Regions from separate parts of the Oryctolagus cuniculus genome. Here region 1 is linked to region 2. A link is a contact called in public Hi-C data. All regions are on one chromosome and are shown on one strand. Each heading gives the region's core, a stretch centred on a gene start, on an enhancer-like site or on the middle of the called end of the contact. The rest is flanking DNA. Distances are from core to core; before and after follow the strand shown. Region 1 holds the start of KLLN (killin, p53 regulated DNA replication inhibitor). Region 2 overlaps RNLS (renalase, FAD dependent amine oxidase).

Region 1 (4,074 bases), core at 1,320-3,819, 550 kb before region 2:
TACAGTTTTGGAAGCAGCTGTTAGAAACTATAATTAAAGCTGGTTTATCACGTCCACTAATTATTCTATATAATCTCCTGAAGCTTTACATCAATCTCCCTCTTTTACATTTTCTGTTTCTCCCTAGGTCCTTCTCAATCTAGACAGGCTAAGAAACAAAGTACCTGGAGGCCAGTATGTTGTAATAGCTGGACATTCAAGCAGCTATTTTCAACTGAACCTAAAAATATATTAAAAATTTTTTTCTTTGCATTACATCAGGTCAGCTATTTAGAAATTTCAGTTCTATCTCTAGGTTAAAGGGGCCCTTAAGTAAAAGGAGAAAGTGAAGAAAAACAAACACTGAAAAAAGATTCATCAGTATTTCTTTCAGGAACATAACCCTAGGAAGGGAAGGAGGCTTTTATTCAGCTTGTCCTACGGACCACCTCCTGCCGCTGTCAGGATACTGAAATAACTGCCAACATCGGTGATCCTTTCATTCACCACTAGAGAGAAGCAGAGGGACCTGATACTCAGAGAAGCAGCAAAACCCATTTTCCACTTCCCTTCAGCTGGAAGTGCTTGTAGGCTTGTCTCATATTCCAGCACTTCCTCTCCACTTCAGAATAACTCTGGGTCGTGGGAATCAAAGAGGATCCTCTCTCCTGAAGCCCGACATTACCAGCAAAGATAGAAATAAACCCTGTTTCATTTTCTTGCAAGGAAGCAGACGCTGTGAGACTAATCACCACCAGGGTAGGCTCCAGGGGAGAGGCAGAGTAGAGCAGTGCTAATAGCAGGTACTCTGGGGACAGAGACAGGCAACCTGAGAAACAAATGTGGAACACTTAACCAGCCGCAATCTACCTCCCCTCATTTAACTGTGTCTTCATTTCCCCTTTTCCTCCCAAGCAGCAGTTGATACCCATTGAGCACAGCTCTCCTTTTTACCATGCAATACCTAAACATCAGGGACTCCTTAGCCCAGGTTATTTGTAAAATAAAGAAATCTCTAGCTCACACTAGGTTGTGTGGACAGGGTTTCCATCTTTGGAAACCAAAGGAAGCCTTTTTCTTCTTTCCAGATTACTCTCCATTTCCTTTTCCACTTAGGATCCCTGCCTCCCTGGAGCTGACCAGAAGCATGCACAAAACCAGTCTCCAATAAATACCAGCACCGAGGCTTCAGCGGGTTGCTAACTCCTGCAGTGCTATCTTAAAAGGATGTTGTATATAAATGCAGTTTTATGTAGCCTCAGAGGTCCCTAAATATCCCCGGTTTAATTAGCAGTCCTGGAGTTAGGTAATGGCCTGTGGCTCTCTGAGCTGGGCCTCCTGAGGTTTCTAGTCTTCAGGGGCTGCCTGTAATGATGATGTGCACATTTACAATCTTCCTCACAAGAAAACTCGGCTTTAGACCTTTCTAGGTATCTACTCACCATTTATCACAACACATGTGCCAACTGATTCCCATTTTCTCAGATGTCAAAAAAAAAAAAAAAAAAAAAAAAAGAAAAAAAGAGAAAAAGAAAAAAACAACCTAGGGCTTCAGCCTGGTCTAAGTCAGATACTTCTGAACTCAAATTTTCCCCTGGAATTCTACTTTCCTGGAGCGGGGCGCCGGGTGGGGTGGGAGGAGAGTGGGGGGAAATGAAAGAGAGAAAAAAAAATTCGTAGGTTGGTGTTGGTTGACGCCCCTTCTCATTTTGAAGCTGACTGATGTGCGTATTTTGGGGAGGGGGTTGAGGAGGCGCTCTAGGTCTAAGCATTTGTGAACCAGCTCACTCACTGGATAGGTCAACCACGGGGCTGCAGAAAGACTTGACAGGTTTGTTCTGGGCATACGGCCAAGGACTAGACCAGATAAGGCACTTGGCTGAGTCTACAGTAGGTGGGGCGTGCTCACCAGTGCAGGGGTAGCGACTCAAAAGTTTGTTGCAACACCTGCAATCCAAGCAGCAGGCGCAGCGGGAACGAGCCTTTGGCCCCGACAGCACGGAACCAGAGGGTTCACCCCAACCAACGAGGGAGATGCGCCAGATCCCTCGGGCCCGGCCCCTTTTCCCACGGTTGAGAACAAGCAGTGCTTGTCAATCCACAGCAGAGAGAGCTCACTCCGTGGGTAGCAGAAGGGTGAGAGCAGCGGTGCACGGGAGCGGGGGCACGTGCTTGGATGGGGGTGCCTGCCCAGCAGCTAGCCCAGACAGCGATCCTGTGGAGGCTCCACTGGCCATCCCCAACCCCGTCCCTCTGCAGCCTGGGAGGGTGTGGGGGTGCTGCCCGCGCCAGGCGGGAGCACCCCGAGCGTAGCTGGCGAAGCACTTGCCTCCGGAGCTACGCTTGGAGGAGTGGGAATTTGGAAAGTTCCCCAACTCGGAGCACACGTGACCCCTTCCTGAAAGTAGTTCCGACGGTGGCTCGGGTATCCTTCCACCCCCTTTTGAACCCTCCTAGGGCTCCTCGCCCCGCCCACTCGCGGGGCTGCCGCTTCCTACCGTCCTGAACGCCGCGCCCGGGCCGGCAACCTGGGCCTCCAGCGTGCACCGGCCGGCCCGGCGAGCGCGGAAGCTGGCCGCGGGCGATTCATCGTGCCAGGTTTTCTCAGCGGCCCGGAGAGTGGGCGGGGCGAGGCAGCCTCTGAGGACCGAGCTCGAGTTCGACGCCGCGAACGGACCCGGAGCCTGAGGGGACAGATGCTCAGCTCTCCGGGGGCCGCGGAGGGAGCTGTGGGGGTGCGTCCCGCTCACGGGGATCCTCTTTAAGGCGGCCTAGGCAGGAGGCCCTCGGGCCCTGGGAATTCGGGGCGGGGGGCGACGTGTGCACTCTAGCGCGCCCGGCTGAGAGCTTTCGCTTTTCGGGCAAATGAACCGAGTAGCTGGGGCAGCGAGAGGTGGGGCGGTGACTGGAGCCGGATGAGGCGAGACGCGCCGCCGGAGACACAATAGGGGGTCGTTCTTTGTGCTGAGGCTGACACCTTGAGGACCCGGGGGCGGCGGCGGCGGCGGCGGCGCGGGCGCTCTAGGCAGAGGCTGCGACAGTGAGATCCCTGCGAACCGCCGCGATCGTCCACAGCGGGACAAACGGAGTGCGTGCGTTCGCACGCCATGGCGGGGGAGGGGTGTCCTCGCGGCATTTCCCTAGATACTGACCCGCGCGGTCCACCTGTGCACAGGTAACCTCACACTGCAGTCGGCGACACCGCTCAACGCACCAGTCTCAGTTTTCATCATCCACCTTCCTCCGCCCCCACGCCGCCCCGCCGCAGTCTGCCCTGGCTCCGGCCGGGTGTCCGGGCAGAGGCCGAGGCTGAGCTCGTTCCCCCGCCCCGAGCTGCTGCAGGAGCAGCCGCGGCAAGTGCAGCTACGGGCGGGCGCCTCGGAACAAGCCCGAGCGAGCCCCAGGCAGTCACACTGGGCATGCTCAATAGCACCAGCAGGTTGGGGGCCCTGCGCTCGCACCTGGAGCTGCCGCCCCCGCCCCCCACCCCACCCCGGCGCGGCCCAGCCCTCCCCTCCCCCGGCGCGGTCCCGTCCGCCTCCAGCTCGCCCCCCGCCTCCCCTCGGGCTCCCGAGGCGGCCCGGCTCCCGGCGCGGCGGCGGCGGCGGAGGGGGCGGGCAGGCCGGCGACGGTGATGTGGCGGGACTCTTTGTGCACTGCGGCAGGATACGCGCCCGGGCGCTGGGACGCGGCTGCGCTCAGTTCTCTCCTCTCGGAAGCTGCAGCCATGATGGAAGTTTGAGAGTTGAGCCGCTGTGAGGCTAGGCCCGGCTCAGGCGAGGGAGATGAGAGACGGCGGCGGCCGCGGCCCAGAGCCCCTCTCAGCGCCTGTGAGCAGCCGCGGGGGCAGCGCCCTCCGGGAGCCGGCCGGCCTGCGGCGGCGGCAGCGGCGGCGTTTCTCGCCTCCTCTTCGTCTTCTCTTCTAACCGTGCAGCCTCTTCCTCGGCTTTTCTTGCGAGGGAAGGTGGAAGCCGTGGGCTCAGGCGGGAGCCGGCTGAGGCGCGGCGGCGGCGGCGGCGGCGGCGGCACCTCCCGCTCCTGGAGCGGGGGGGAGAAGCGGCGGCGGCGGCGGCGGCCGCGGCGGCTGCAGCTCCC
Region 2 (3,833 bases), core at 390-2,889:
TCTCCGTGTCCCTGCCACGCCCTGCTTAGTCCACCTGGGGGTGGGGGTGGGGGTAGAAAACAGGTTGGAGGTAGGGGAAAAAAAAAAGGCTTATCAATTTAACATTTTCTTAGCAGGCTTGTTCTCTGCCGTTTGGGCTTGCAAAACTTAATTATTACTTTGATGCAGAATGGCTGCAGATTGTCATTGCCAGGCCTGATTTAACAGCCGGCTTGCACAAAGTCCGACAGAGATTGCTTTTGTTGCACTTTCGAACAGCTCTTGACGGTGGCTCTTTTACGTTAAGGAGGAAACTCTGTGGTTAAACTGTAGCCTAGGTATTTTTAGAGCCGTTACCATGTTAACCGAATTTCGTACATTTCACCTGCAGGATATGTGGTAGTGCATAGGACCTTCCCTAAACTCTAACAAAAAAAAATGATTTAACAGTTGTGAATAATGTGTTAGGGACCAACTCCAGGCTATCCGAAAGGCTACTCGCTGCAACCTGGGCTGCTAAGGGTCCTTTATTTGGATGGGTGGTAATATGCCATTAGGGAGTATTATTGTTTTGTTCTTGATACTCAGGGACTTGAAGGAACATATCCAAAAGGCTAAAATTGGTTAATTCTGAAGGTCACAGCCTGAAGGCAGTGACCCATTTGTTAATCATTAAGCTTTTCTAAGCCTCTCCTGACAGAATTCTGGCTTTCTGCCACTTCTCTGGTCATTTTAAACTGCGAATTCTTGTACTATTTCAGTTTCTAAGTAGGTAGCAAAGGTTATGAGAAAAGCATAACTTGTTAGTTATTTTTCCTTATCAAACGTCTTAGGCTTTTGGAAGACAGAGCTGTTCTGTGTTAAGGGAATCTTCCTAATATACCCAGCTACAGAGCATTTAAAGATGGACCCTCCTCGGATCCTCTGAAAAGGGAGGGTTTCTAGCCATCATTCCCATATTAATTAGTTTCCCTAGATAAACACAATGTTGTACGGAAAGGACACCCACTTAGTGATGAGGCACCCATACCAAAATCACTGGAGTTTTCTCTATAATCCTAACACTGAAAGTTCAAGAAACAGGAGCAGAATAACCATAATTGCCTTTATCATCTTCTGTCATCAGTTAAAAACTGGAAGAGCTTTAAAATATTTTACACATATTTTGAAAAGCCCAGTAACAGACTCAAGTGATATGATGTTTCACTGTCAAATTTAATGCCAGTTTATGCTCTAGTCCATCTGAATAGAAGTCAATTTGTAGACCAAAAATCTCCGGTAAACAAAACTACATTTTATGTAGCCAAGGGACATTAAGCTGCTAAAACACTTATTTCAATATTGAACATGGAAGAGCTGGCCTCTATTTCTCAAGGGAAAAAATACACAGTCAAACCTTGCTTATCCATAATCCAAACTTCCGGAAGGTTTACGTATTTGGAATTGTTCCAAATCTAGAAGAGAGGTTGGGGATGGAGAAAGGCGGGGGGGGGGGGGGGGGGGGAGGCAGGGAGGAAGAGAGAGAGAGAGAGAGAGAGAGAATGAATATTAGCAAAAAGCAAGTCAGCTTTCAGAAGTAGACCTGAAGCCCTAGCAACATTGAAAAGAGACCTGGAGCTTACATCTGATTGGCTTACAAGCCAGAAGGAATGGTGAGCTCTGATTGGCTGCTGATGATGTCTCCAAATAACCAGGCTTTTTCAGGAAAGCAAATTTATGTGGCAGAAGGGACATGAGATATTAGAAGCAGGCAAGAAGAAAAGGGAAGAGAACAGGGCAAAAATGAATGGCATCTTATTTGTAATAGAGGTGGTGCCTGAGCTGAGAACAAGAATAGCATATATCTACTTATGTAAACTGCTTGCAGTTTACAATATACTTTTACATATAATCCTTGATATTGTCTTCATAAAAACCTAGGGACTCCTAGAAATTAAATAGCATGTTCCAGGTCATCCAGCTAGTAAGAAAAATAGCCAAGGTCTTCTAGCTACAAATCCAACACTTTCAATGTGACACAGGTGTAATGGAGATAACGCTTTTGAGTTGCCCTTTGAGACAGTGAACAGCAAATTCTTTGATCATAGAAAAAAAGATCACAAGTCACAACAGCCTGCAGTTTAGTGAGAGATCAGAAGAAGGTGAAGGAATCCCTACCTTTTGTGACCACAGACCTTAAAAATGCAAACACAGACCCGCGCCGTGGCTCACTTGGCTAATGTTCCGCCTGAGGCCCCAGCACCCTGGGGTTCTAGTCCTGGTTGGGGCGCCAGTTCTGTCCCGGTTGCTCCTCTTCCAGTCAAGCTCTCTACTGTGGTCCGGGAGGGCAGCGGAGGATGGCCCAGGTGCTTGGGTCCTGCACCCGCTTGGGAGACCGAGAGGAGGTACCCGGCTCCTGATCGGCGAAACACCAGCCATAGCGGCCATTAGGGGAGTGAACCAACGGAAGGAAGACCTTTCTCTCTCTGTCTCTCTCTGTCTATAACTCTCTCTCTGTCTCTCTCTCTCTCACTGTCTAACTCTGCCTGGCCAAAAAAAAAAAAAAAGCAAACACAGAATACCTCTCTACAGGTATTTACGAGGAGACAGTCATGGTACAAATGAGGGTTGTGTTTTGAGCTGGGAGCTCAGCACTAGGTGATCACAGTCCTGCAGATTCCTTTCCTGTCTTGAGTCAGGCTACTTCTGTTTATACCCACAATCATCATCATTTTCTCCTCCTGAGCCATTCTAATAGCTTCCTAGACTACTTGACTGGTGTTTTGCATCCTCTCTTCCCTGACTCTTGTCTCCTTTCCTTCAGATTTATTCTCTGAACCATAACATCTTGCTTTAAACTTGCCTTTAGAATAAAACCCCATCCTTTGGCCCCAGTTTACCTTGCCTCAATCTGCTTGTGACTCACTCCTCTAGCCGTGGAGGCCTCCTTTTAGTTATCAATGCACTATACTCTTTTCAGATGAACAGCCTTCCATTTTGCTGCTCCCTATCTCCATGTCATCACATAGCTGCTCTTTTTCTTATCTACGTAATCTACACCAATAAAAGCTGGAGTGAGATTTCTCCTTCAGTCTCTCATAGTACCTTTTTATTAACTCCCTGAGATTTCTCAATCTGAAATTATGTATTTTTATTTGATTCCTGTTTATCATCTTTTCATGTGTCTTCCCTTTGTGAATCATCCAGCTCCGTTTCTCTCCGTCAGGCCCCTCATCAGTAGTGCACAGGAGGCATTCCATAACTTTGTTGACACAAATGAATGAAGGAATAGCAGAACATCAACATACTCTGCATCTTAACAGCTAAGAGTCATCTACATGGAGAAACCTTATTTGCTGTTTCTATCCTATTGTTTGTTAATGCTTGTTAGAGTTGTAAGCTCTGATACAGCTGCCATCACTTAGGAAGTTCTGTGGAAACTTTTGGAAAAAGGAATATAATTTGGTTTGCTTTGGGAGTTGAGGGTGGTATAAATTCACTCTCAAAGTCTGTTAGTAAATAATTGAGATCCACCTTGACACTGGAGCTTTACTAAGCATAGGTATATCAGCACATAGTGAGCATGATATTGGCTTTCTTCCTGGGATTCAAAAGACTTTCATTCACTTTTGGAGCCAGAACCAGGCTGTTTTGTTGACAATTTGCAGAGCTCACACAATGCATACAATGTTTGTTATCCATCTTTGATTTGTCAAAGTTATTCCTCTGAGTGATTAACATCCCTTAGAAAAAAATAATCATTCTATAGATATTGTAAAACCATCATGAGATCAATGTCTTTGTCAAAGTTACTGCTGTTTTAATGGCAATGATCTGTTTCAACATTCTGATTTTTGGGGACTTCTTAGCTGAAT

Evidence for each region. Hi-C and Micro-C count contacts between places; a contact is called where the count stands out from the background.
Region 1: a Hi-C map of psoas muscle shows a contact between it and region 2, with 18 times the contacts expected there. The contact joins the promoter of KLLN here to the enhancer-like site in region 2. A contact is called at or near these places in 6 of 6 Hi-C or Micro-C datasets (ear pinna, embryonic fibroblasts, liver and 3 more).

Annotation. Positions count from the first base shown.
Region 1 is chr15:42,815,567-42,819,640 of mOryCun1.1, reverse strand. It overlaps KLLN (killin, p53 regulated DNA replication inhibitor), which reads right to left and starts at 2,569. Exons shown (of 3, transcript XM_051823328.2): 1 at 2,543-2,569; 2 at 2,329-2,541; 3 at 1-2,327. The coding sequence starts at 2,569. The coding sequence ends at 2,094. The region is part of intron 2 of PTEN (phosphatase and tensin homolog); the gene reads left to right. It also overlaps the pseudogene LOC138845351.
Region 2 is chr15:42,264,542-42,268,374 of mOryCun1.1, reverse strand. All of the region lies in intron 4 of RNLS (renalase, FAD dependent amine oxidase), which reads right to left. Among named protein-coding and RNA genes, the nearest start is that of LIPJ, 210 kb to the right of the region's middle. Within about 2 kb of position 1,639, at least 2 of the 8 cell types and tissues checked have an H3K27ac peak or open chromatin away from gene starts, as enhancers often do.